Regions from separate parts of the Mus musculus genome. Here regions 1, 2 and 3 are each linked to region 4. Evidence: chromatin contacts called from public Hi-C and HiChIP or PLAC-seq data. All regions are on one chromosome and are shown on one strand. Each heading gives the region's core, a stretch centred on a gene start, on an enhancer-like site or on the middle of the called end of the contact. The rest is flanking DNA. Distances are from core to core; before and after follow the strand shown.

Evidence for each region. Hi-C and Micro-C count contacts between places; a contact is called where the count stands out from the background. HiChIP or PLAC-seq counts read pairs in DNA pulled down with a chosen protein or histone mark.
Region 1: a contact with region 4 is called in a Hi-C map of the N1E-115 cell line, with 4 times the contacts expected there. The contact joins two enhancer-like sites. A contact is called at or near these places in 1 of 15 datasets of contacts at CTCF or cohesin (the NIH/3T3 cell line), 3 of 484 Hi-C or Micro-C datasets (the N1E-115 cell line, muscle stem cells and myocytes) and 1 of 115 datasets of contacts at active chromatin or transcription factors (embryonic fibroblasts).
Region 2: a contact with region 4 is called in a Hi-C map of bone marrow-derived macrophages, with 23 read pairs. The contact joins two enhancer-like sites. A contact is called at or near these places in 2 of 15 datasets of contacts at CTCF or cohesin (the NIH/3T3 cell line and pro-B cells), 1 of 484 Hi-C or Micro-C datasets (bone marrow-derived macrophages) and 1 of 9 other capture datasets (embryonic stem cells).
Region 3: an HNF4G HiChIP or PLAC-seq map of pancreatic cancer cells shows a contact between it and region 4. The contact joins two enhancer-like sites. A contact is called at or near these places in 1 of 15 datasets of contacts at CTCF or cohesin (the NIH/3T3 cell line), 2 of 484 Hi-C or Micro-C datasets (the N1E-115 cell line and bone marrow-derived macrophages) and 3 of 115 datasets of contacts at active chromatin or transcription factors (CD8 T cells, microglia and pancreatic cancer cells).

What each region holds. Positions count from the first base shown.
Region 1 is chr6:146,125,623-146,131,208 of GRCm38.p6, forward strand. All of the region lies in intron 55 of Itpr2 (inositol 1,4,5-triphosphate receptor 2), which reads right to left. Among named protein-coding and RNA genes, the nearest start is that of Gm35768, 16 kb to the right of the region's middle. Within about 2 kb of position 1,424, at least 29 of the 459 cell types and tissues checked have an H3K27ac peak or open chromatin away from gene starts, as enhancers often do. A contact at or near this core is called in the N1E-115 cell line, where this site is marked.
Region 2 is chr6:146,226,419-146,231,816 of GRCm38.p6, forward strand. Itpr2 (inositol 1,4,5-triphosphate receptor 2) reads right to left here. Exons shown (of 57, transcript NM_019923.4): 42 at 3,275-3,475; 43 at 1,073-1,183. Gm35596 (a long non-coding RNA gene) reads left to right here. Exons shown (of 5, transcript XR_378174.4): 3 at 2,493-2,612. Among named protein-coding and RNA genes, the nearest start is that of Gm35596, 9.4 kb to the left of the region's middle. Within about 2 kb of position 3,748, at least 26 of the 459 cell types and tissues checked have an H3K27ac peak or open chromatin away from gene starts, as enhancers often do. A contact at or near this core is called in bone marrow-derived macrophages, where this site is marked.
Region 3 is chr6:146,182,564-146,188,116 of GRCm38.p6, forward strand. It overlaps Itpr2 (inositol 1,4,5-triphosphate receptor 2), which reads right to left. Exons shown (of 57, transcript NM_019923.4): 48 at 4,877-5,002. It overlaps Gm35768 (a long non-coding RNA gene), which reads left to right. Exons shown (of 5, transcript XR_003956373.1): 4 at 1-62; 5 at 4,844-5,553. Among named protein-coding and RNA genes, the nearest start is that of Gm35707, 12 kb to the right of the region's middle. Within about 2 kb of position 3,193, at least 44 of the 459 cell types and tissues checked have an H3K27ac peak or open chromatin away from gene starts, as enhancers often do. A contact at or near this core is called in bone marrow-derived macrophages and pancreatic cancer cells, where this site is marked.
Region 4 is chr6:145,996,966-146,002,626 of GRCm38.p6, forward strand. The region is part of intron 2 of Gm32838 (a long non-coding RNA gene); the gene reads left to right. It overlaps Gm32914 (a long non-coding RNA gene), which reads right to left. Exons shown (of 4, transcript XR_869600.1): 4 at 2,571-5,661. Among named protein-coding and RNA genes, the nearest start is that of Gm32914, 14 kb to the right of the region's middle. Within about 2 kb of position 1,931, at least 162 of the 459 cell types and tissues checked have an H3K27ac peak or open chromatin away from gene starts, as enhancers often do. A contact at or near this core is called in the N1E-115 cell line, bone marrow-derived macrophages and pancreatic cancer cells, where this site is marked.

The DNA of each region.
Region 1 (5,586 bases), core at 174-2,673, 130 kb after region 4:
CATGCAACTCACTTTTTTCTCCTGCTCCCCAGCCAGAGTGCCTTACTGGGCAGGCGAGGGCACTTCTCTGGCTCAGTTTTACTGGAATTGGCCTCATCTTTGTGTGATCCCCATCAATATTTTATAAAAGACATTGTAGTTAGTGCTTCAAAAGTTAATATTTTGCAGGCCTGGAGAGATGGCTCAGCAGTTAAGAGCATTTGCTGATCTTCCAGGAGACCCTGGATCAGTTCCCAGGTGCTCATTTGGTGGCTGATAAACACCTGTAACTCCAGTTCCAAGGGAGTTGACATCCTCTCCTGAGCTCATAGTCACCAGGCACACATTCAATGCTAGACATATATGCTGATAAGACATCCATACACATAGAATGAGTTTTTAAATTAATGTTTCAGTCTTTTCTTTCTTCTTTCCTTCCTTTTTAAAATAATTAGCATGCTTGTTTATCCCACACAGTGCCATGAGCCTCACATTTGGCTGAGTTGGACACTGGGTAGATGGGCTAAAGCCCTCTTGTCTGCTCAGCATCATCTAGCAAAAGGCTAAGGCTTGGTCCTTGACCTGCTCAGTATCATCACAGAGAAGGCTATGTCTTGGTCCCTCATCAGAGCGTATAGATTCTATTGCACATGGAACTCCTCTTTTCCGCTCTTCAGAATAACCTTTACTCCCACCTTGCCCCATTGCCTCCTAATTCCTTTTCGGTTCCCTTAAAGATCTGGTGAAGACTCCGTGATGACCCAGCTTGTCACCATATAGGTGGCAACAGTTACCAACGAGTTCAGGAATAATGATAACTTTATTATGGTGACCTAAGATACAGTTATATTTAGGGCAGCTTGATATAAAGTCTCTTCCTTTTCCCTTCCTTTCCATTTTTCTTCTCCTTTTCCCCCCTTTCCTTCCTTCTTTCCTGTATACTCTGGGGGCCCAAACCTAGGGCTTCATACACGCTTGGCAGAACACCCCTAAACTACCATTATGGGATTCTTTGAGTAGCAGATTCATTAGGCACACTGAAAGGAAGATTTGCCTTGCAAAACGAACTATATTATGTGCAACATTTTAATAAGACCAGTGTGTAAACAAAACAAACTATTTTAATGTACACCATCAGATTAAGCAATAAAGTTAGAAAGAACTTACCAAAGAGACTTCCACTTTCTTGCAAAGTGGGGTTTCACAGGGCACACATAGTTGATGTCACATACAATGTAAACCTTCTACCTACCAACCCACTTGAAACAGAACCTCCTGTCCCTCCTGTTATCCCCATTTGCTTTAGTGGCAGCCTATTGTATAGGATCTCAGTGTGTTGTGATGGCTGTAGAAAGGGCATGTGACCTTAGTTACTGTTGTTCCAGGGCAGGTGCCCAACATAATGCAAGTCATGTGGTTGGTAAACAAGTGACTGGATGAACTAGGTTTCACAACAAGGCCAAGGCAGGTTCAATGATTTCCAGTAACCTCAGAGCTAGCACATGGTATGGCCAAGATGCTCGTCCTCCTGGCCTCATCTACTTGCTAGCAGGAACCTGTGCTGAATAACAAGGTCACAGCAACACATCCCCGACTGTTCCACTAAACATGCACATCACACAGCCAGCCAGTTAGCTCCCCCGCGCCCAACCTCTGCTCATTAAGCAACTTTCTGGATGTATCCTGGCTCCTCAGAGGCGGGAAATACAATGGCCGGCTGTGTACTAGCTGGAAATGATCACTTGCCTTGCTGAATCAAGGACACTCTGGCATCTCTACATGCTGCTTTCCAAGTCTGGCTAGGGGATGCCTATCCATTTCATTCTGTGTGCCCGATAGCATCTAGGATCAGAGCTGGCAAGGGCTGGCACGAGATCTGCACTCTGTCACCTGAGAGAGCCTGTGGCATGGTGCTGTTCCAGAGAGGCCATCTGTCGCTTTGCGAGGCGGCCTCCCTGGGTGGTACCTGGGTATCACTGTGTTCTATTTTTAGCAAGGCAGTGCTCTGACTACAGATATCTGGTGTCGCTTGGGAGTGATAGTGAGGAGTGTGAATTGTGAGCTGAGGCACACAGAGATCAACCTGACTTAGTGTGAACACAAGGGCACGCCACAGCTTTATTTCAGGTCTCTCTGACAAGGTTCACACGGGCTCTTTTTAAGCCAGACAAACCATCTTCATGCCAGTGAGAGGAACTCAGAATACCACCACCACCACAAAAAATGAGATGTAACTAGAAACTTGATAAGAGCCAAAGCATGGGTAGCTAAAATGTTTTTACTTGTGTAGAACATGGAATATCCCCAATGCATGCAGAGCTTTAAGAAGTGGCTGCTGAAGCTTTAATAAGATGAATCTTTTATTTTATGAAAGTCAAAGCCATTTTTACTTATATTTTTCCTTTTTTTCCTCTTTATGTGTATGGTATATACCTGTGCAGCATGCACATGTGTAAGCTCGTGTGTGTGTGTATGTGTGTGTGTGTACTGGTGCACACAAGCAGGTACACCCTACGTTGAATGTTAAATCTACCTCTATTGCTTTTCCACCTTATGTTTTAAGGCAAGATCTCTTAAACCCAGAGCTCACTGATGCGAGCTGTCCTTCCTAGCCTGCATGGTCCATGTCTCCATCTCTTGAGGCTGAAAATTGCAGGTGGGCCACCTGGGTCAGGATGCCCACATATCATTTACATGAATTCTGGGGATCTGAATTCAGATCTTCTTGTTTTGGTGGTGAGTGATTTAACTACTGAGCCATCTCCCCATCTCTCAGACTTACGTTTTTTTCAATGTCATACTTCATCCTCAAAGTCAGGACAAAAGGAGATGCTTGTTAAGTAAATGCCTCAAACTAACATGTCGAGCTGCTTGCTCTTGTTTACCTCCATATGTAAATTTATAATGTTTTATGTCTTAAAATAAAATTTTGTTTCAGTGTCTTATTACTTAGTTTCTACTACTGTGCCAAAATACCACAGCCAAGGCAACTTATAAAAGAAAGCATTTAATATGGTTTATGGGAATAGATTCAGTCTTTCTGAATTATCAAAGCCCACCCTAGTGACGCACCTTCTCCAATAAGGCCACACCTTCTAATCCTTCCCAAACAGTTCCACCAATCAGGGGCCAAGTATTTAAATATATGAACCTCTGGGGACCATTCTCATTGAAACCAACCCACATGTGCTTGTTCTAGAAATTAAGATGTAATAAAGAATTGCCTTGTGTGTGTGTGTGTGCATGCTCGTGCATGGGGGTGTACAAGTGTGTGGGTAGGAGTTCACGTAGGTGTGTGCACACAAGAGGTCACCTTGAGCCATCATTCCTCAGGTGCCATCTGCCTTGGGTTTGGATTTTGTTTTGAGACAGTGTCCCCCATTGGCCTAGAGGTCACGGGGTAATCAGGGTTGGCTGGCCAGCAGGTCACAGTGACCAGCTGTTTTCACTCTCCAGTGATGGGACTACGCTTATGCACCACCACGCCTGGCTTTTAAGATGCAGATTCTGGGAATCACACTCAGGTCCTCTTGCTTGCAAAATGAACCTTTTATTGGCTGAGCTGTCACTCTGGCTCCCCAATGATTTGCTGCGGGAAACTAAACTGGGTAAATCTCTCGACTCGTTAAAGGCATAGATACCATCGGCAAAGGCAGCTCTGCTGTTACAAAGGCTCACACAGGATGCTGCTGCCGGCTCTTCTACCTGAGTGAGATAATGAAAGATGAGGTGGCAGTGGCCAGCAATCCAGGGGGCACACAATGGGCAGACCCTGAGCAGGAAGTGGTGACACTGTGAGCACCCTAGCCAGGAATGTAAGCCAGGAAACCATGCTTGGTGTGAATGGTTTTCTTTATTTTTTATGGTAATCTTGTTTACTGTCATATTTATCGTGAGAACTATAAGTGATTTTACACTAGATCATAAAAACTATGTATGGTGTCAAGAATCATGTAGGATAGGATGAGGTTAGGAGGTGACCTTCCTGGAGATAGCCCACCATTTTTGCATGGTCTGTGATGGGTAAGCTCACCGGCAAGATTCTAAAGGGATTTTACCTCAGGATTGCTTCTCACAACTGATATGCTTTCCTGTCATTATTAAACCAATATAATAATCCCTGGCCATTAGCCCACCCTATTGATCAGATTTTCTGGAGATCAACATAAAGATGAACTTTCACGAATTAATGCTGTTTAGATGAATTAATGATTCTATAGAATTCCTGATTTAATTTAAATAATTTTAAGAAGAAAGTTTCAAGGGACAGTCATAGTTGATTTCTAGAAAGATATAATAAAGGTAAAACCAAGATTAAAATGTGCCCACTCCTCATATAGTAAGTAAAGGCTACATAATAAGAAATACAATGTGCTTTCATAATTACACTAAAAAGAGAAAGAGACTTGGGAAAAATTTATGTTCAAGGGAAAACATTTAGGTCCAAGGATATAGCCACAGGTGTGCACTATGATAAGGCAAGGTCATGTAAAAGCTGTTACCTTGAACTTGTACCGAGCATGTTAGAATGAAATCCCACTTTGAACTTACTATCAACATCCTTCTGTAACTCCCATTTTATGTAACATTTTATCTATGAGGAAATTTCTAAAGACTCTTTTGTCTAAGAATGTTAAAACAAAAAGGCCAGACCAAAGAAATAAAGTTGTTGGTTGAATGGTTTGGTTTGGGGAGCTCTGCTCCATCCATCCCTCCCTCCCTCCCTCCCTCCAGCCAGCCAGCCAGCCAAGTGTATATGTCTGTCTATATTTATGTGTATAGGTACATGTGTGTATGTAAGCATGCACGAATAGCCGTGGAAAGTATGAAACGGGTGGTTGGACCTAGTGATTTTTAACATTTAATAAGCAAGAAAGTTTTTAGGATTGTTGAGAAGTTATCAGCAAACATTCAGTATAGTTAGATATCTAAAAGGCCAGAGACCTTTAAAGTCTTTAAAGCTGTAACTGATACTGTGTCCCACTTAAACCATTCTAGGCCAGGCTGGTTACCGACATAGATATAGGATATCTTTTTAAAAGTCACCAGAAGAGAATCCACCTTATTACCAAGAAAACATCCTCTTGTGCTGACTGCACATTGTCAGTGGTAATGTAACGATATTCTTATTTCCCTACACCTTGTAAAGCAGTGTGGCCCACTCCCCATTCCCTTTGAAGACTTAAAAAGCATCACCCTGTGATAACAGAAAATACAGTTTCTGCTAGATTAGTACCTAATTACATCAACAGAATGGAGATGTTAGAAAGTCAACTAAACTAGAAATGCGATGAGGTTCATGCTCACGTGGCTGTCTTTAATGAAGTTTTGCTGCCATTTCCTTCATGAAGTTTGGTTTGATATATTCATATGTGCGGTTATCTATTTTGCAGAGCATGGTTTGCAGAACATTGTCCCTTCAGATGCTGCTTAGAGTCTTTGATGGCAGGATATCTTCAGTGAGATTACCCAGCCTTGGCCCTCTGTATGCCTTAACTTCAGAATAAAGTATCTCTCTTCTTATTGCTTGATTACCATGAAAACAAGCCATCATGTTCCTCTCCACTGCTGTTCTAGGATTTAAGATTAGAAGGCTAAAGAGAAAAT
Region 2 (5,398 bases), core at 2,498-4,997, 230 kb after region 4:
CTTGTTCAAGTGTATTTAAAACTGTAGCTTGTGTAATATTACATTTAAACTATATTATGTCACATAGTGTTTTATTTATAGTGCTATATTATGTTGAAGGTATATTTCCAAAATTGTGGATAATTAAGCCAGCCAATCCAGGAATTGAATCAATGTTACACATAATTTACTTAAAGTGTGTTATCTCATGAACGTTCCCAACTTGCCAACAGATATCGCTCTGCCTCACAGAGGCTCTCTTCAGATGCTCTGTTCAGGCAATAATATATACAAAGTCTTTAGATTTAAAGGCTATACTCAATTTAGTCATTAAATATTTAAAGTATTTCAAGAGAAGCAAGACATGTTTGTTGCTTTAGTTGCAGCCTGATGTATCTGATTTCCATAGGTTTGAATACATCGGGCTACTATATAAATAAAAATTGAAAGATCCTTCTTGAGTTAGTTTTGTATCCAGCCACTTTGCTGACGTTATCAGCTGTAGGAGTTCCCTGGTAGTTTCTGGAAGCTATCACATCATCTGTGAATAGTGATACTTTGAACTCTCCCTTTCCAATTTGTATCCCCTTGATCTCCTTTAGTTGTCTTATTGCTAAAACTTCAAGTACTAAATTGGGTAGATATGGAGAGAGTGGGCGGCCTTCTTTTGTCCCTGAATAATGGAATTGCTTTAAGTTTCTCTCCATTTAATTCAATGTTGGCTATTGGCTGGCATATATATTGTCCTTATTGTGTTTAGGTATGTGCCTTGTATCCCTGATCTCACCAAGACTTTTATGATAAAGTATATTCAGACCCTTTCACCGCTGCCTATAATGAAACAATAGGAAATAAAAACAGTTGGCCAGGTTAGGGGCTGCTTCAACATCTCTAGCCTAGAGCCTCACATCACATGACTGCGGCCTGCAGGTGGACCCTGCTTTCCCTGGCACACAGCAAGGGCCTTGTAAGTTCACTCCTCTTTCCTGTTCACCACCTGAGACAATGGTGGCATCTTGTTTTGTACAGTCACTTGACAACTTAGAATTCACTGTGACCAGAAGGTGTACATGGCCAGTGCAAGTCACACTACCTTCAGCTGCAACACCAAGTCCATTCTGTACTTGCCCAGGGGGTTGATGTCATTCAGAATCAAGGCGATGATGATATCAATCCCATTGGATTCGTGAGTGGCGATACAGGTCTAGAAAAAGAGACACTTGTAAAAGAACATGCTATTTTTGACACAACACTGGAAGTAGTAATAAGGCTTGAACTTTAATACTGTGTACAAACAATGTTGGAGATTTGAATTAGATTTTTTGGCTAGGGTCTGTTGATTGACTGGTATTGGTAAATGTCTCCGGGTGCAGAATACTATTACACTGTGAAAAGCACAGCAGAATTTCAAAGATGAGCAGGTAAACTAAAACTCTTCCAGGCATTAAATCTCAGCAGACCCACCAATACAAAAGGAGATCTTTAATCTGAGTTTTAAGGTATGATCAACCTAAAAACACGAGGAGGGAGGAGATTTGTATATGGATTTCACAAAACACAGAGCATTGACTTCTGCGTATGCTAGGCGGTGGGAAAGCTCATAGGATTCTTGGAGGGATGTGGCTGAGCAAAGTACAAACATGCCCAGAGAGAGCGATATGCCTGCTCTGAGGGTGAAGATCCAGTGTGCCAGGATTTTGAGCTTCGTTGGTTGGAAGCAGCTTGAAGGCCACATTCATGGGACCAGGCTACCAAGCCACCCAAGCAGCTCAAGAATCTAAAACCCTGAGGAGTCACACAAGAAACGGCAGCCCTAGCCAACAGAGCAGCTTGGCCTGGGCCTCCTATCTCTTCTTTATACAAGGACATCTGTGCAGAGGAAAGGTGTGTTCCTGTGCAACACTGGCAATGTCCTGAGGCTTTTCTGCTCATAAGAACATCTGCAAAACCCAAAGGGAATCTATTTCAAATCATTTCTAGAACTTTCTTAAAGCCCTTCTGTGCATTTTCAGAGCATAGGGAGTTATCCAGGTAAGGCATGCTATCTTATTACAAGTGTATCCTTGGAGAACTTACTTGGATTCAGGACTTTCGAAACTCAGTTCCACCACAAAGTAGGGGAGGTTCTGGCAGATTTTTCACAAAAATGGTAAAATATGAAAGAAACATGTATGTGCATATTTTTTATTTTAGAGTAGAATTTTACCAGCCAACCCGACCTCTGAATTTGTGCACTTTACCTCGGCTTTAAATCAACTGTCAGGGATACCTTTATCATTGTAGGAAACTAAAATGTGATCTTGAAAATAAAGGGAAAACATGTACAAACTCACTGTCATAAACACAGAGAAGAAAACAATACCGTTATGATAACGGTCAATGTGTTTGCATCAAATGAACACACAGGTGTGTGTATATCGTGTATATGTGTGTACACAGGCACTGCATGTGTGTGTGTGGACAGTCATATGATCTGCAATAGAAAAGCTGACTTTTTCACATCTTCTTCCTAGAGCAACCATTGATGTTTGGTATCAATCACACCTTTAAATTTTATGTCCAGAAATGTATGACATGGAGCCTCTGCCCCTGAACCTTGCCCGCTCCAGGTGTTTTCTGAATACTAAACACTGGTAAGAAACATTACAAGATGCCTTTCTTCCCTACATCTCCTGTCCTGTCATCTCCCACAGTGTGTCCTTAGAGCAAAGCAAAACACTCTGGGGACCAGGATGAACGTCGGGTCTCTCACATGTGCATGTGCACCGAAATCAAAATGGCTCATTGTTTGGGTTCTGAAAGTCTGTAGCTTTTCTGTTTTTGCAGTGTCTCAGAGTGCTGCCATCTCTGAGCTGATCTCTGAGTCTGAAGCTGTTTATCAGCAAGATGACAGCCATGAGACCCACTTCATAAGCTAACCAAGCATATGTGTAACATGGATATTATACCCCACAACATGTACACACTGCATTGGAGCCAAAGCCACAGCGAGTTAACTCCACACAGCTGGAGATACAGAGAAAAACTCAACATTGGGAAGAAATACAATCTTACCCTTCTTTCAGTAACTCTTTTTATCTTAAATATTTTCACGGGAACTTTCTTTTATAATGCAATTTAAAATGTAGCCTACTATGTGCTAGTCTACACCTCGGCCTTTGTATGTTCTTTGAGAAAAGCAGCCACACCAAGCAGAACAAGCAACGAGGCTTCACCAGCATGTGAGGTGGGCTCTGTGCCTCACCCGGCATGCTGCTTCTGAGTCATGGCTCAGGCAGCGCTACTCTCTGGTTACCTGGTTCTCGTGGCACGGGCCTTGGCAGTACTCGGTCAAGCTCTCCAGAGTCTGGTTGACCAGAGCTACATTCCTCTCATTGATGTAGAGCCCCAGCAGGCCTAGACCCCCTGTGGTACTTCCGCAGATACAGTCCAGGAACTGAAGCGTTTCACAGACAAGGTTGTAGTTTGTTTTGTTGTTCTGGTTCCTCAAGAAGTTCTGCAAGGGGAAATCAAATACAGCTGAAGGACTGAAAGCAAAACACGGGGGAAAAGGGTCAGGTTTAGCTTCTGTGTGTGTGTGGGTGGGTGTGTGTGTGTGTGTGTGTGTGTGTGTGTGTGTGTAAGAGACAGAGAAAGAAAGAGGGAGAGGGAGAGGGAGAGAGAGAGAGAGAGAGAGAGAGAGAGAGAGATTCCTTGCCAGTATAGAATTCAATTATTCTTTATAAGACAGTGAGACAACTGGGGGCAGGAAGGTGACCAGCAGAAGAGAGAAGTAATGAGGGGCATAATGGGTGTGACTATGACTAAGCATAATGATGTGCATGAAAATGCCATAATGAGACTCATTGTTTTTCAAGATAACTTTAAAATAATTTAAAATTGAATAATGTTTAAACGTTGATGCCCTCCCCTTCGAGACCTAGCAAAAGTATTCAGCCAAACAAGTCACACTAAACACTGCCCTGCTGTCCTCACTGGAAATCTACAGAGGGCAGAAACAAGTGTGAGAAGGAGAAAGGAGAAGGGAAACAGACTGTTCGTGGAGGCGGAGTCCAACTTCCATGCGAAGCATCCCTGACAAGCCTGCCTGTCACGGTGCAGTCGGGGTAGGATCATAGGAGGAGCAACATGAAAGCTCTCTCAAGCATTTCGGCAAGCAGTCCTCCATCTCTGCACCTGCACACTAAAGAGATTCACTGCTCACTGCCGGTTAGCACAGACAGGGGCTAGCAAAAGCTGGAGCCTTACCCCTGCTGGCAGTGTGATGGGTGTGGCTCTTAGGAAATGCTTCCATGTGTGTGATAAGCATTACCAAGCAATAAGTACTATAGTAATGTTAAAAAAAATGACTAAACGAAAAAGCAGACACTATAGAACGTATATTCTCTTGAACAGAAATTAGGCTTATAGGCACAAACTGATGTTTATATGTGCACAGAATTTTCTAGAAAAAAAACTGTTATTGGTGCACTTCCTTTGGGGACTAAGGCTAGGGAAAGAACCCAAAGAGAAATAGAGGGAGAGAGGGTTCTTGTTTTAATGCATTTGTAGCTATCTATTTATTTATTTTGATTTTTTGCTATTTGTTCTTCTTACCGCTACTGTGAAAGAAAAGGTTCTCTAAGGGAGTGCTTGAGCCACACTTTCATGGTTAACAGAAAGCCAGATATTATTCTATCTATTTTGCTCATCCACGCCCCACACTGTCAGGGTCTATTGATGAGAACTAGCTGGCAGGCACACCCTACAGAAGCTAGATCTAAGCTGCGGTCAGCTCGTCCCAATGAGCCACATTCCCCCACCATTCATTCGGGAACATCTCATCAACATGGACCCTATTCTAATCCTAGGCAGGACCCACTGTGGAAACCTCCACCAGTCACTGTAATTCATTAATAAAACCGTTTCCCGGCTATGCTAGCTACAGTGGCACTGCGAAGCTGGCTGGCAAGGGCGAGTGTCTATCTTGGAGGCAAACTCTTCAGGGGAGCATTCCATGCTCCCTCAACCAGGCCAATCACAATTGCTCTCTCCGTGTGCCTTTGCCATGGTGTCTGCCATAGGCGGGGCATACAAAAACGCCAGAGAGGTAGTCAAAGTTTGAAGGCAGCCCTAGTCCATCCATCTGAGAGGAAATGTGGTGGTGGAGATATCGTGATGTGGACTATATTAATTTGCGAAGTAACTTTCACTATCATAAAAAATTCCTTGAGAGGAGATGCTTAGCCCCACAGAGACTCGAGGTGCCAGGATGAGGGGATACCTGGGGGTTGCCACTGACCCAGAGGAGAAGGGTAGGGGTGAGGGGGAAAGGATTGTAGGAGGGGGTTGCTGGGAGGGGGCAGTAAACAGGATGTAAAGTAAATAATTTAAAAATATATAACATTTATTTTACAAAATTTCTCATATTACTTTGTTC
Region 3 (5,553 bases), core at 1,943-4,442, 190 kb after region 4:
GGCTCCCAGATGTCAAGCTTGGACCTGGAGAAATACTGCAGAGGCAATGGAATCTTTAAGAGGTGATTGATGCATTACAGCAGGGAACTCAGATTACAGACTACTGCCTTTGGAAGGGATTGGTGTTGGCATAGCAGGCACCAGACACTCCCTTGAGAGCATGTTGCAAAGTGTGGCTCCCCTGCCCATATAACCCCTCCACCCACAGCCACATCCCTTTCTGCTTCTCCATCAAGTTGTGATATAACCAAGGAGGGTCCCCACCTGGAGTGAAGAGACAGGGATAGCTGATCATAGACTTCCCATATCCAGAGCAGGGAACTAAATAGACATTTGACTCATGAAATACACAGTGTCAGGTATCTTGTTAGAGCAATATTTTTGTTATTGTGGCAGCTTCAAATAAACAGGAGTTAAAAGAAGGTTGTGTGGCTGTAGACATGGCTCAGAATTAAGAACACTTGCTGCTAGCTCTTCCAGAAGACTCTGGTTCAATTCCCAGCAATGGTGGCTCACAACTGTGTGTGACTCTAAACCTAGGGAATCCAATACCCTCTTCTAGCCTCCACAGGCACCAGGTATGCACATGGTGTATAGACATTCACACAGGCAAAACACCTGCACAAAGAAAGAAAGAAAGAAAGAAAGAAAGAAAGAAAGAAAGAAAGAAAGAAAGAGGAAGGAAGGAAGGAAGGAAGGAAGGAAGGAAGGAAGGAAGGAAGATAATTTTTAAAATATTGGAAAGAGAGAGTTCATCTTCTTCCTCATCAAAATAGGTTACTGACTTACATTTGACACTGGTTTATGGGTACTCTACCTAGCAAAAGCAAGCCATCTGCCTTGACTCCGCAGCTTTCCATGAGGAATACAGAGAGTTTCTTTAGCATTCCAGTGTTTGTGATGACTCTCGGGTCTCCATTAAAACACAAAATCTACAAATGTGTGGGGCAGCCCTACCCTGACACACTGTGTTTTGCAACAATCAATCAATACTTGTTTATCAAGTAGACAAAATATGCTCTGGGGACTTCATAGTGAACAAGTGGCTAAATATTTATTAACACTCAGGTTGTGCAGCTATACCTGGCTTTCTACAGGAGATCTGGGCATCCAAACTCTGTGAGCCATCAGGTTAGTTCCAATCTGATGAGTCATGCTTTGGGGAAACAGATAAACAAACAACAACAACACAACCTCTCCTCCTCCTCCTCCAACAACAACAACAAACAACAACATAACCTCTTTGTCACTCTAGAGACAGGTCTAACATTTTTCAAAGCTAGTCTCAGTGGAGTGTGGTAACTCATGCCTGTATCTAAACACATGGCAAGCTGAAGCAGGAGGATTGCTCTGAGTTCAACACCAGGCTGAGCTACAAAGTGAATTTTAGGCCAACCTGGGTTACTCAGTGAAACCCTGTCTCTCAAACAAACAAGTAACTGTAATAAAAAGCAAAAGCAATATAAATCACTAAAGCCAATCCTTAGCCATCAGGTGGGAATCTTTTTCTTTAATGTTTTGCATATTTCTATTAATTTCACATAATAAGCATATCTTATATTTACTGGGATGATGTCTTTAGAAATTCCTCTATACTTTTGAAGATCTCAGAAGTAAGAAGTTGGTCCTTTATAAAAGAAAATTCAATGTCAGTCATCTTGGAACTCAGCTTGGTCTCATGATGATTTGTCTGTGGCTTCCTGTCCAGCATGGCTGCTTCTTACTCTAGGCTCTCCCCAACCCTCTGCTTCCTGGGCAGGCTCATTAGACTCCTGCTTCCTACACCCAGGTCCAGATCAAGTCAACATCCATCCATAAATCCACTGGTCATCATTGGTCTTGCGTCTTTCTCATCTCTTGGTCCTTTAACTAGACCTTGAGATCTCTGAGGTAAAACAGCTTTACTAATCTTAGGGTCTCTCAGCCTAGCATTATGCCGACTGCACAGTGGTACCCAACAACACTTGTGAAACTGAGGGAGTTGAAATCACCTTGAAGAACCTTATTTTCCTCAGCAAACATGCTTGTGAGGAAGAAGTACATTCAAAATGTGGGGAGGAAAGAAGAACTCCCTCTAGGTTTAAAAATCTTGTTTATCTTGGGATTAAAAAAAAAAAAAACACTGACTACTTTGCCAGGACAATTCAGTTGGCATGGCCGGAACCATCCCTAGCATAAACAAATTCCACAGAAGCCTAGCAGTTAAAGCTCCAGTAGACGTGGATGGTGTCTCTCAGGGTGGTCATCTGAGCAACATCTCCCCTGAAACATCTTCCTTGAGTCACTGCACACCATCCTCATGATTGAAGGATGTTGTTCTCCAACATGGTAACCCACGTGTGTACGAGACAGTTGAGCCTGAGTTGCTTCCGAGAGCATGGTTGACACCTCACCATTCACTATGTCTGGAGGAGGAAAGCAACCTGCCTCTGCTGGCCCCTTGCCATGATGGCTCGGTGACTCTGAAGCAGATTGTAGTAGGGGTGGACAGTACAGCCCACGTTAACAGACGTCTGTCTGACCTGAATTTGCTGGGTGCTTTCACGATTGCCTTCCCTGGGTATCACTCACGATTGTTGAGTGGTTTCTCTGTTTTACAGTTACTCCTCTCCCCATTGTTACTGCTTAAGAATATCACGGGCAGATTCTTAAAGTACAACGCTCTTGTGTTTTTTCTTCATAGTCACCCCTTGTTTTGAGCATTCATTGAGTATTATGACTAGCCAAACGGTGACATACAATTTCTATCACTCTTCAACTTTCTTAACTGGGACAGTAGCAAAAAGAACATCATCTTTTCCCTATTCATACAGACCCCAGGTTGGTTTTATTCTATGCTTTATAGTATACGACTGTCGATCTTTTTTTTTTCAAAACGTTCTCAGATCTGTCTGCTGAAGTCCTTTCCAGTTGGAGCCTATCGTGTTGTCTGCCCCCATCACTCCAAGGCACTTACTAGGAGAACTTTGATTTACATTCGCCCTGTCTTTACACAGTTTTGAATTAAGCCTAAAGAACAGGTGCTTAGCCTGTTTGAAAAACTCCAGCATCAAGAACTGTCACCAGCACACAGCAGTTTTCTTCTGCACAATGTGGCCACGCATATCTGCCCACTCTGCCCATATATGCAGTGTGTGGTCAAGACTTAGAGGTTGTGGTGACTTTGATCAAGACTTTAACCTTAGTCATAAAGTTGTCATGAGCTGACTCACACAGACTGTAGTCATGTGACTCAGACTCATCATGGGGTTTTATGGTGCCCTATGTGTATGCTCTGCCTTCCCTAAGAAGCACCCACACTCTGGCATCCTAGGACTGAGCCTCCATCTTGCTACTATTATTGACTCAAAAATCTTTTTCAAGAGTGATGTTTACACTTGTTCCCAGTAACCAGGCTCTACATGGCCTAGGGATCTGTGTCTTCCAGCCTCATGTTTGTTATATCTGCTTCTTTTAGGGGCTGAAGGTCTTCACTGGGTTTTCATGGCTCTGTATGTCAAATGAAAGGTTGATATTAGATGATGTCCAGGTCTGTCTCCATCTTAAAGACTGTATTTCTCTTTACTGGGGCTCTGCCATGTAACCTCAGTGGTCTGAGCACAGGAGATAGTAACTGATCATTTTGTGATGGGTTCTTACCCTCAAGATCTGTGATCCTCTGTACTAAGAGCTCATCACCAAAGTAAGACCAGATCAAGGGGAGAGAAAGGCATCCCCACTTCTGCCCACATGATGGATGCATGCATTCGTTGCCGTTCTCCTGCTATGCAGTGACTTGCCTGCTCTACTGTTCACAATTCCCCCATCCCTGCTGTGCACTCAGAAACACAACAAGCTCAACTATGCCAGCTCAAACTGCAGCTAAGATGAAGGCTTTGATGCCCATGGGATCTGACAAAGACTGGAAAACGGTCAGTTGTTCTTGGGCTCCCATCTCTCCTCATTGTCTCCAGTTCCTCTGAGATTTGCTTACATAGCTGTTGCTGTTATGGTACCATCTCTCATGTCTCCCTCAGGATGGCAGTGACAGTATTCACCTTCTAACAACCACTCTTGGTCCAACAGTCAGGAACTGCTAATGCTCTGCTGACAGCATCTCACCAACCCTATGTGCCCCAGGGTCACTCCAAAGCTATTATTTGCTTATTTCTCTCATGTTTGCCTCCCACCCATTCTTCTACCCATTCCAAAGTTACTCTCCAGGTTGTACCTCATACCTGTAACAGATTGTTCTCAAGCAATTTGCTAAACCTGAACAATATTCAAAAACCCCACCCAATTCTTATGGAATTTCATGCTTCACTTCAAATTCCTGTCTTTGCTTTTGTAAAAGCTCATGCACTACCAGATTAATGATACCAATTTCATAGTCAATATCCTTCATTGTCCACCATTTCAGTATATTGTAGGCTGTGTGTTTCTAAGGATGAGATTATTAGTGTTATAAATGTACAGTATTATAGAATCAAAACATGTATTTTGTGGGTATGCTTACTACAAAACACCCAGACAAGACAGAAAGTAAAATATAATTGTGATCCTTTCATCAAAATACTTGCGCATCAGGCTCTCACTTACATAACTGCGATAACGCAGAATAAAGTATGTTTGATCACTCTAATTATGTGGAAGCAACATAATCCCCCCAGTAGTTACACATTCATGAAATTTCTGTAAAACAACATTTCTACTGGCCACGGTTTTCAGTCTACTCTACTTACTACCTCTACACTCTCAATGAATACAGAAAAAATATTCATTGAGAACTAAGCTTCTTTGTTTTGAAGCTCTAGAGACTTAAGGAATGCAATTTGAGAATTTTTTTGTGATTTTTTTTCCCCAGGCATCCATCTTTTGCAGAAAGACAAGCACTTGCCTTCATCACCGTCATCCCCGAATGGGTAGAAGAGAGCCACAGCCAGGTTGATGAACACAGCCAGGTTGAAGGAGATGCTCCCCCAGAGTGAGATGTGCCTGGAGAACCAGAACAGGGCGGGGTTGTCTAGGAAGCAACAAGAACAGGGGTGAGAATGGCCAGTATATGCTGCCGTCAACACAGGAGCCCTGCCGAGCTAACAGTATGGGCAATGCGATTGTGACTGGTCACAGAAGTGCGTCTGAAGAAACCGTGACTTACTTAGAAAGCATATTATAAGACCAGATGGTAAAGGCATTTTTCTTAGTTCCTTTTTTATCCTTCAAGAGTGTGAGCAAAGGTGATTCTACAGTAAATCCCTAGATTCTGGACCATGCAAATTAGGGGAACGTGGCAAATGGTTCACGGGCCCCACTCACTGGAGGACTGATAATACTGATGGGTAGGATGGTCTTATCCTCACGATGTAATTTCATAAAAGCCAGGAGGGCAGACTCAGGTATATATCTACTGGAAAGACTTTTACAGGTGCAGTTACCTGGAAACCGCAGTCTCAGCACTGCAGCTCAGCATGCATGGGAACCAGAGAGACATAATGGTTTCCCAGGCCTGCAGTCTCAGCATCCACTGAGAGGCTGAGGCAGAAGGATGCCTACAAGTTTGATAGCAACATGGGA
Region 4 (5,661 bases), core at 681-3,180:
ATGTGTGCTTGTTATAGTGTGTGTGTGTTTTGTGTTGGGCACATGTGTTAGGTGCAGAGTGTGCGGTCCGCACTTTCGCCATGGTAGCATAGGCTTTTGCTGCAGTGGAGGCGGGACAATCTCCTCAGATTCGGTTTGCCGCTCTAAAAGAAATTATGCTGCGTTATGCCGTGGGGTGCGAGGCTAAGCACTGCACAGAGGATAGCTTGCTGTTGGCATCCTGTGGAAGGCACGTCTGATTGCATGAAGGTTCAGTGTCCTAGTTCCCTTCCCCTAGGAAAAACGACACGGGAGCTGGCCAAGACCTCTCTGGGTGATGAGCCTAAGGGATGGTTTTGTGTAGGGCCCCTATGCTTGCACACTGGGGATCAGACCTCTACCTTCACCCATGAGGCTTGCTTGCAGCAATTAAGATCTGGCCATAGATTAATCAACATCCTGGCCTTTTGATGCACCTGCCACAAGCAAAACACAATCTCCCCAGGTGTGGCTTGGCATGATAGAGAGGTAGTCAGTGATAAGACTCCCTGGGCATGTCACCAACCTAAGACAGGGATCAAACCAATGCTGTTTGTCACCCAAGGACGGGTAAGGGGCATGGCTGCGGGGGGCTATCTACAGACATTCTCTCTGCCAAAAAAGAAAAAAGGGGGAATTGTGGGGAGCGGGTGTGGCGGCAGTCCCAAAGGCGCCAGGGACTGCAGCTAAGTCATATGACTTGCACCTGACTTCCTCATATAAGACACAAACATCTTGAGTGCTGGGCAGGTGTACCAGGATACAGGTGAATCCAGTCTGATGGAGATTTGCCCCTGCTGCCCTGATTAGCTGAAGCTGCGTGACCCTGGTGAGGTGGCGTGGCCTGCTGGTGCGTGGATGGGAACTGAGAGTATAAAAGAGTGAGAGGCCCAGGGTTCGGGGGAGATATAAACAGGGGAGATATAAACAGGGGAGATATAAACAGGGGAGATATATGGAGAAAGAAGAAACAGGACTGAATAAACGTGTGCAGAAGGATCCTGTAGCAGCGTCGTTCTTCCTGGCCTGTTGAGTGCGCGCAACAATCCTGCAGTTCAGCTGAAGTGTACACTGAGGTCCAGTGAAACAGGGTTTTGCTGGGGAACCAGAACTGGCACCTGACCTTAGCTAACCTTCAGTCTGGGCAGACTTCCCCTGTGGGCATGCATTTCCATGTAAGGGTCTTGCAAGCCTCACCATCTCTGCATTAAATAGGTCCTGGAAGTGGACATATATCGGGGTATGTTTGGCTTCCCATAACTCCTTAAAAGCAATTCCCTGGCAGTGTCAGTAGGGAAGCCAGGATTGGGGTGGGGGTGGGGGAGTCTAGACAGGATCCCTAGGTTTTTTTCAAGAGCCATTTAGTCACTTTCCTCCAGAATCAGATCAAACTAGTCTCCTTTGCCCTGGGCCTTGCAAGTCAGCTCTGATGTCCGGGATCCCTCTTCTGAGATTTTTACGTAAGCACAGCTCTTGCAATTCCTTGCCCAGAGACGGTGTTCCTGGGTGGTCCTTCTTGGGTGGGTCTCTGGGCATAGAAACCCCAAGCCACATTTCCTCCTGAGCTTTGCAGAGCCAGGCAAATCCTGCCTCGTGAAGCTCAGCTCCAGCTCATTTGGGAGATTAAGATCAGAGACGACGTGGAAGGGCCATGTTTTAACAAGGGAGAAAGCACAAGCTATTCAGAAGTTAGGCCTACTGTGCAGGACACTCCCGACACACACCACACCCTGGCTCTGGGAGCCTCTCCCATAAAGATGGTATCACGGGGTGAGGAAAGAGTCACACCACTCCCAGCAGGCCCCACATCAGAAGAGCTTCACTTTCAATTACCAGCAGCAGCTGTGGAAGCCACTTATGTAACGGGCTCCGGGCTCCGAGCCTCCTCCCTGGGAGGTGGGGAACCATTTGGTCTGTGCTAAGTAATGAGTCACGGTCAGAGTGAGGGAGCAGAAAGAATGGATTTCTCCCTTGTATTGCTTCATCCAAACCTGGAGTAAAACATGGAAAGCTAGTCGGGGAGGCACTACCTTGGGGTCTGAAATGCAGGTTCCCTGGGGCTTCCCAAGGGCTGACTAGGGAGGCTTTCTGGTGGGAAGCCCAGCTGTGCACTTAATGAGGACACGGTTTGAACTGTGGCTGACCTACTAAGGGATCCTTAGAGCCTCAGGGCTTTACCAGGCCCCGCCAAGGTCCAGGAGAGTGGAGATGAAGGAAAAGTCTTCGGAATGAGAGAGAATTTTTGCTGAATATCATTCAACCCTAAACTGGTGAAGTGCATCCTAGGGTGGGTCGGGAAAGGGACCTGTTAATACCAACTAAGAGGTCAGAAGGTTTGCTTTATCAAAGGGTGGGGAGATATCTTATGTTTGTGTTGTGAGGTAAAAATAAAAACAGAATTCAATCCCTGAAGTTTGTCTCCTAAGGGAGTCCACAGTCTGTCCGGTTGATGTTAGTAACCATCATGGCGGGGAGGGAGAACTGGCTCTGAAAATTGCTCCTTGTGTTCACTGAGGCACACGCACCCTACAAAACACACAGGAAAGTACATATCATTTTGAAAATTTATAAATTTATATCAGCAAATGCTTTCTTGTGACAGCCCTCTCCCCACACCATCACGCTTTTCCATGTGTCGTCATGAAGCCAGCATCTTCCCAGTCTCTCTTCTGTAAGCCCCTGAAAATCTGGAAGGGCATGTGGGGCCTCTTATGAAGCTGGTCAGATGTGTTTGATGTTGCGGCAGGTCGGTGTGTTCAGGGTGACTTGCCTGATGAACCTTGTGGTAGTTAATATTATCAAAGGGGGAAGCTGTAAAATCACATAGGAGACAAACTTCTGGGCATGCTATGAGGAAATTTCCAGACAGGATTCATTGACAGGAAAGATCTACCCCAACCGAACAGAACCATCCCATGGGCTGGGGCCCAGACTGAATAACAAGGAGAAAGCAAGCCGAGCACTAGCTTCCATCTCTCTGTGATTCCTGACTGCAGACGCCCGGAGAGCGGCTGCCTCCAGCTCCTACAGCCATGGACGCTATCTTCAAACCGTGATTCAAAGCAATTCCTTCCCCCTTTAAGGTGCCTTTGTCAAGCGCTCCGTTCCAGCAATGAGTAAAGAAACTAAGTAGTCAGAAATGTTTTATTCAGTGTACACACTTTCTGATAGCTGAGCCCTCCCTCCTGGGATCAGCATAACCAGAGGTCAAGGAAGGCCCAGGTGCCTGGAGAGGGTTCCTCATCCGCTACTTATACTGACTCTGATCCTGGAGTGCAGTTAGCATTTTGTGTGGGTCCTTGTCTGTGACATGGGACACCGAGAGCCCCTCCCACACAGGGTGGTTTTGAAGACCAAGGTGAAACTTGTGAAGTATTTAGGATTGGGGGCACTTTTAAACTGTCCCCACCCACCATCTTTACCGTCAGCTTAGTTTTCGCCACTAGCAATTGTGTTAGAATATACAAGCAGGTTTACGACTCATCAGAAACAGCTTTTTAGAGCTACAAAAATTTCTCTTCATCACAGAGTACCGATTCCATGTGCTGAATGAATTCTGGAGTTCCGTATCCCACGTGTGGCCGAGTTTCAATCCCCAGATCACAGATATCTACCAGTCCTGACGATGTAATATAAGAGCAAGTAGCTAAGTTCACCGATTCTAATCTGTCACGAACTTTGTAAACCCACCTATTCTGGCGTTGGCTGGGAAGGAAGGAGAGAAGATGGGGCTGTTCTTAGATTCCTTACTGGGAACTCATTTAGCTTCTGCTGTGGCGACTGATTTCTGTTCAGCTGACCACAGAAGTCCAGGGCACACTCCTCAGACTGGTCCTTTAGCCCTTTAGCACTAGATCAGCAGTTCTCAACCTGTGGGTCCTGACCCCTTAGGGGGTTAGAGATCAGATATCCTGCATGTCAGAGATTCCAGTTCATAACAGTAGTGAAATTACTGTTATGAGGTAGCAACAGAATAACTTTATGGTTGGTGGTCACCACAGCATGAGGAGCTGACGTAATGGGTTGAAACATTAAGAAGGCTGAGAACCACTGCTTTAGCAGTGATGTAGGAGGAGTTGGGGTAGCTGCATGCCTGAATTTACCACCACAACCATCACCATGACCACTACCACCACCATCAGCAGCACCATCATCAACACCATCACCACCATCACCACCACTACCACCATCATAATCATCATTCCACATAATGTTCACACTTAGGAATACTCACTATGCACAGGGCACAGAGCTATAGGACCTTATCCATTTGCTTGGGCTTCATCTTACAATGACACCTTTGGTTTCCTGCTGTCTCCATATTAAGGCTGAGAGAACCATGTTCTTGGCAGGCTTACAATCTGTTTGTGATATCAACGTCGTGAAGCAGTGAAGTCTAGGACTCTGGTCTTGACAGCCCTGTCCGAGACACTGTCTTGCCTCTGCTGCTGAGGATCAGGGCCGGCTCGTGTTCCTGCACTGGGCGATTCTGCTGAGCTTCCATGGAGGACTTTCTGGGTTGGAGCCTGTGCCACGGGCAGTCAACATTTGTAGAAGAGAGACCTGTGGTGCTGACAGAATGGAATGGAATATTGCCACCCGTGGGTGCTTGGTGTGAGGATGTGACCTTGACAGAAACACTTTTAGCTGGGAAGCAATGGTGACAGAAAGAGGCTTCCTGGTCTCTGTGCACTGGGCTCCTACAGGAAGGACCTCTTGCGTGTAGGTCTCGGGGCAGTCATTTGAGACAGGCAAAGCCGATGGCTTCGACAAGTTTCTCTTCTTGAAACAACGTGAATTTGTCCAGTTTTGTGGCTTTTTTATGTGGAACAGCATTAGCTCATCCAAGCTTGTGGTTTATTTGAAAACGAAATTCCGGTAAATCTTTCGCACCATTTGGCAGTGCGGTGATTGGCTGTGAGGTAGGAGCGAGCCACCAAGCACGAAGAAAACAAAGTGACAAAAGCCACCAGGAACAGAGACCTTCTTGTCGTTTCGGTGCCCAGACAAACCCACAGGACTCTGGGGATGGGTCTGTCCCCAGTGAACAGAGCTGGAACCTGTCATTCTCGAGGTGGGAGCCCATTTCTCAAAGTACTTGGGGCCTAGAAGGGCGCCCACGGGCTCTGAAAGGCAATGTGAATGACTAGAAAAGAAGAAGCAGTTAACACTAAGTTTACTCTTTGGAGTATGGAACAAAATGACTGAGCCTGAGTCCCCCAGGGACATAGGAGATGTCACCTTTATTTAGCTGTCTGTCATATCCACCAGTACTTCACGGATGTCTATAGCATACATAACGTATTTTCATCCCTGTGCCTGCTCTGTGGATTGTACCATCCTAGGCACAGGGGAGAGAGGTATGGGCCAGACACATATGTCCATTGTCTTTAAAGAGTTTATGTCCAGAATGACACTTCCCAAACTGTATCTTTTAAAACAATTTCAAATGCAGGAGGCATCACGTAGGGATGAAGAGACAGCTGGGGGTCCAGGAATGGCCACGATGAAGACTTTTGCTTGGTAGGTGGCTGAGGAGGCTCCAGGGCTGGTGACAACTGATCAGAAACCTCACATTCAGATGTGCTAGCCATACAGAGGGTGGATGAGCCTTCTGTGCCCTTGGAATCAGGGGTGGGGTGG